Linked DNA regions of Mus musculus: region 1 is linked to region 2. A link is a contact called in public Hi-C data. All regions are on one chromosome and are shown on one strand. Each heading gives the region's core, a stretch centred on a gene start, on an enhancer-like site or on the middle of the called end of the contact. The rest is flanking DNA. Distances are from core to core; before and after follow the strand shown.

What was found. A called contact is a pair of places that touch in the nucleus more often than the background predicts.
Region 1: a contact with region 2 is called in a Hi-C map of the N1E-115 cell line, with 7 times the contacts expected there. The contact joins two enhancer-like sites. A contact is called at or near these places in 1 of 484 Hi-C or Micro-C datasets (the N1E-115 cell line), 1 of 115 datasets of contacts at active chromatin or transcription factors (astrocytes) and 1 of 9 other capture datasets (embryonic stem cells).

What each region holds. Positions count from the first base shown.
Region 1 is chr7:96,671,119-96,673,818 of GRCm38.p6, reverse strand. All of the region lies in intron 7 of Tenm4 (teneurin transmembrane protein 4), which reads right to left. Among named protein-coding and RNA genes, the nearest start is that of Gm15413, 130 kb to the left of the region's middle. Within about 2 kb of position 1,363, at least 30 of the 459 cell types and tissues checked have an H3K27ac peak or open chromatin away from gene starts, as enhancers often do. A contact at or near this core is called in the N1E-115 cell line, where this site is marked.
Region 2 is chr7:96,151,147-96,153,846 of GRCm38.p6, reverse strand. No RefSeq gene overlaps it. Among named protein-coding and RNA genes, the nearest start is that of Tenm4, 19 kb to the left of the region's middle. Within about 2 kb of position 1,301, at least 151 of the 459 cell types and tissues checked have an H3K27ac peak or open chromatin away from gene starts, as enhancers often do. A contact at or near this core is called in the N1E-115 cell line, where this site is marked.

The sequences.
Region 1 (2,700 bases), core at 114-2,613, 520 kb before region 2:
ATGCTTTATTTAGGCTTCCCCCCTTATATATCTTTTGCTTATATATTATGGTTTCTGATTTAAGTTTTACATGTTTTCTCTGTGTATGGATGTGTGGGTTTCAGTATCCGGGTGTGTTTCTTGTGCTTTTTCTTTGTCTCATTTCTGTTGTCTGTTTGTTTATTGTGTTTGTCCTATTCTGGTTTGTTTGTTTTTATTTTATCTTATTTTTTAGATGCCCGTTTGTATTCTAATGAGAAAGAGAAAGAAAGGGTGTGGCCTTGGATAGGTGAAGTGCAGAGGATCTGGGAAGAGCTGAGGGAGGGAAAACCATCATCAGAATATACTATACAAAAACAACCTATTTGTTTTTAAAAGTACAATAGAAAGAAAACCAGAAAAGAACTATATTTTAGAAGCCACAAGTGTGGAGGTTACAAATGTAGCTTTGCAATCACGTCCATGTATGAAAGATCACGTTTCCCATTTCCTGGCTGTGTGACTGCATATATTGCATAACTTTTCGAATATCCTTTCCTTCACAATTAATGGTATTAAGTCTAGCCTATAATTATGTCATAACTAGGTAGGGGCTAAGGAGAGGCCTTCTGCACAGGACAGAATCCTAGCAAGAGTCGGTCTTGACATAGAACTGGATCCCCAAGCAATTGTCAGAGCCCGTCTGGTCCCTCTTTGCTCAGGTGTACAATGGAGACTGAGCATCTGAGGCTGGAGTGGGCTTCCTTCGCTGTAGGTCTCAGGTTCAGGCAAGAACATGGTGGAGTGGGCCCTGGGTGCCCCACAGCCAGGGCCACGTTTCTTCCCCTTTGCTCTCAACTGTCCTGCAAGTAGACTTTTATTCTAAATGTACAGATACAAAAATTCAGCAAGTACTAACCACCCTCCTAGGATCTGCACAAAGGGCTAGTCCATGCCTTTAGCCCTTTTACTTATAACCCAGACTCTTTCAAAGCTCACTGGCGAATTTGCACCTCACTGCCTCCCACCAGGCTGTTTTAGACATTCACAGGGTGAACTCAGCTGTCAGTTGAGGTTGGAATAGGCAGGACAAAGAAACAGCCATCAAACTGCTTCCGTGTGTGGTGAGTAATTACAGAATCTGCTAAATTACAGTGATTAGGCATTGCCAAGGAGAAGTCAAAAAAAAAAAAAAGTCTCCAGCAACTTTGGAGACGGGAGGGGGAGAGTTTAATTAAACAGCTCCTTGCTACTGCTTTAATCTCTCCCTTGGAAAAACCCACAGGTTCAGAGGGGACAAGAGGGAGGGCAGAGAAGGACCCAGGGAAATCCTCCTACAATGGCGCTGCCTGGGTCTTTAAAGGGTTCCTGGGAAGTTAGTGATGAAATGAGAGATGGTGGCTTTTATTATGGAAATGCAAGCATTAAGCCAAGGATTTGGACCCATGAGGGAGCTGGTAAGGGGGGTCCAGTTATAACTGTTCCTAAATTCCTGCTGGGGCGAGGCCAAGCCTCAAGTGGCCGTAGATTTTCTTTTGAAGGATTTATTTTCCTTATGTCAAAAGTTCACTACCCCCAGACTTTGTCATTTGGGTACAAAAAAAGTGCTTTTTAAAAAGCCACCAAACATTGAAAACAAAGGCTTCTCTGCCATCTATTTTACCAGCAAAGGTTCTTCTAATTAAATTTTGATTATGAACTGGGGAACACAAGTACATTTGTGGGCTGCTCACAGGATTAAACTTAGACAAAGTGGAACAGCTATGAGCCTCTGTCCTGAGTGGATTTCAATTTTATGAGGAGAGCCTTATAGAGAGGGATTTGCTTCCAGAACTAGAGAAGAGCCCGCTGAGCTGGCAATGCCCAGGAAGGAAGTTCTAGGACTGCCTATGATGTGAGAATCTAGTATCCTGTTTAATCTCCTACTGCTTAACCATGAGGACCAGAGTTCAAATCCCAGCACCCAAATTTGGCAGTTCACAAATACCTCCAACTCTGACAGTGTCTTCTAGCCTCCATACCTGCATACACATGTGCACATACACAAAGATACTCACATATACACACAAACAAAAATTTCAAAAGCAAACAACATTAATATTTAAAATAAACAAACACAAAGCTTGTGACATCAGTTAATTTCTATACTCTGCCTACTTTTTCATATTGATACGATGAACACATTTATTATAGGTATACATCGTATAGTTTTAATATGGTGAAATGATAGTTAAGATTCTTAAATGAGAAAGAAACTAATTGATCAAACTTCTGGAAGCTGCTTTGATGACATTACTTTATTTAAAACCTATGTGTGGCTCCAACAAATATCTTTCCCTGCAACTAGTCAGCTGTCATATAATGAGGGCAGTGGCTTTCAGGTTGATCTTAGCATTCATAGATATGTGCTTTGAGACACTTGTCCTTTCTTTTACACAGAGCTAAGAGTTATTTTTCTTTTGGGTATGTGTATTTTTGACAATGACTTCAGGTCTCTGAGTCTAGTGCAAGAATCCTTCAGAAGATGAAATTCTGTTCATGGGCCACTGTGGGTCCTCAAACAAACAAACAAACAAACAAACAAAACAAAACCAAAAACTCTCAAATGTGATAAATATCACCCTGACACCTAGCTAGAAGAACACCCCACCCTAGAATGATGTGGATCTGAGCCCTTTCTTCTGATTGAAGCAATGATTAAAACCAGGCCCCTAGCAAACAATTTGCCACACTCTGACCGTT
Region 2 (2,700 bases), core at 52-2,551:
CCTGATAGAAGTGTAGTGGTTTAAGGAGAATGCCATTCTCAAAGCTGTTCATCTTCCTGGCATGTTCTATTGGAAACTACCTCTACCTCACCCCCAGCTCTATCAAGATCTGGGTGTTGGTTCTTCTTTTCCTTGAATTTGGCTGTGTTTGTAGGATGCCAATGGTTAGATGAGGGAGTCTATGCCACAGAAAGAGCCTCTAGTGCCTTACTCCAGCCAATAGTTCATATGTGCTGCACAGATATGTGAGTGAAGAAGTTCCTAGCTGTTTTCATACTTTGGTTTTTTTTAGGTATGAAGACCTAAACTTTGAGAAGCAGAGACCAGCCATTTCGCTGCTCTTTCCAATTTCCTGACTTGCAAATTGTTTTAAGCTAGAAAAATCACAACAATATATTATGTAGCAGGATTTTAATAAAACCACAAATACAATAAATAGCAAACAGAAGAAACAGCAGGATCTGTGATTAGAGAAGTTCCTATAATACTCACTACCACAGGCCCGGAAGGCCAAGCAGTTGCCAGAGACTCCACCCCTGAGGGTTATGCCCCGCCTACCACTCTCTCAGCCAATGGGGATTCTCTCAGCCTTCCGTCTCCTCTGGTAGCTGTTAGAGGGGCAGAGGGTGTGGAAGCGTGCTTAAAAGGCTCCTGACTCACAGCTGCGTTTGTGGGTCAGCTTTCTGCCCGCTGGGGACAGGGGAGTGGGTGGTGGAGGTGGGGGTAGGGGCTGGAGATGCCTTGATAGGAGTGGCTGCACCGCCGGTGTGAGGGCAGCTCCTTAATCTCTTTTCTCTGCTGCCTTTACATACTGGCCCGACAGAGGTCAGCATGCTGGACACATTCTTTGTTGCGGTTAAGCCAAGCCCTTAAGGCTTAGAATTGCTTTAAGCCTGATTAACTCCCAAGGAGACAGAAACATTTACATTTAGGGACAAGAGAATAAGATATTTAATCGCCTCTTTAAAACACATGCTTTCCTTGTTACTCAAAGCCAGGCAACTTCCCACCCCCCTTTCTTTTTCTCCAAGGCTGTGCCGATTTCTTTTGTTCTCAAACTAATCTCTCCCCCTCTTTTTTCCTTTTCACTCCTCTTTAATGGTCATCCTTCCTGCCCTTTCTTTACATTTTCTTTTAAAGATTTATTTATGTGTATGAGTTCCTATGTGCCTGGTGCCCACAAAGGTCAGAAGAGGGAGTCAGATCTCCTGAAAGAGGAGTTAAGGATACGTGTGAACCACCATGAGGATGCCAGGAAATGAACCCAGGTTCTCTGCGAGAGCAACAAGCAATCTTAACCTCTGAGCCATCCCTCTAGCTCCCCCTTCTTGCCCTTTCTTAACCAGATTTCTTATTCTCCTCGATCCCTCTTTTGTGTCTCTGTTGTTCCTCTCTGGATGTCTTGCAGCTTTGGGGTCTTCCACTTTCCTGTTCCTTTGCTCCTGAACGTTGAATTGCACACTTGTCTTTGAAGGAGTTATCAGTGTGGTTCCCCAAATATTTACTAACAGAGGAGCTTGAATTCTGGAACCCCTGCTACCGACTTGGCTTATTTCTGACCAGTGGTGGTAGAGGTATCCAGCGATGCGTTTCAAATCCAATGAGCCAAATCACACAGTGGGAGGCTTAGGAGAAGTCACTCTGAGTTTGAGCTTCCTTCACCGATGGTTCCCACTCTGTCTTTTGGTGATAACCTCAGAGCAATGAGCAAGGCTGCCCAAGCCTTTCTCTGAAGGCTTGGCAAAGAGCCTCGAGCTTGGGGTAAAGATCTCACCTCCCACCAGCTGTTAACCAGTCACTTTATCCCTGAGCCCTCTGAGTCCTTTCTTCACCCATAAAATGGCTAGCAGCCATCATCTTGTCTTTCTCATGGGGCTATTATGATGCACATACAAGCTAATGAATGGGAAAGCATTTTTGCAAACTATAACGTGCTGTACAAATTTAAACCCTTTTTATTATTGTTGTTATCATGATCATAATTTTTATGTTGTGCTAATGCTCATCTTACAACTCATCAGTATTAAGAAGCAGCTCTGAGTGGAATGCAATCTTGCTTCCCCCTCATGAGTGAATTTAGGGTGTCCATGGGGATAGATTGCTATTTCAAGGGGCTTCATCAAGTCCCCTGCTTCCTCCCCGCTCTGCTCAGGATAGCTTGCAGATGAGCTGGGAAAGCTGAGTTCATCCTCCAGGCCTGGTTGCACAGCTTTCCAAGGTGTATCACCACCTTTACCCACTCTTGCCTCTATGGCCTCAGTGGTACAGACTAGACTTTCAAGGGTTACCCTCGCTCACCTAGAACACAGATGACCTGTTCTCAGCAGGTCTCTGTCCTGCTCCAGCTTCTGCTATCCTTAGCCTCAGTCTCTTGGGCTCCCCCCTGTGGCGGGTCATGGCCAAGCCTTCCTTATGGCCCTAGAGGAAGAGGTCCTCCATCAAAGAAAGTAAATGCTACCCTGAGCATAGACTTCTCCATCCTTCCCAGCTGCTAAGACAGTTACTTTCCTGATGTCCAGTGCAGGTAGGAAGAGCAAGGACAACCGTTAATGCTGTGCTGTTAAAACCAGTAACAACCTGTGTTCTACCTTGAATTAGCAAGCTCTCCAATCTACAAGTCTACAAGTCTGGATCAAACAAGAATACTTTCCAGGAAAGGGAGCTTACATGGCACTGGTGTGTGTGTGTGTGTGTGTGTGT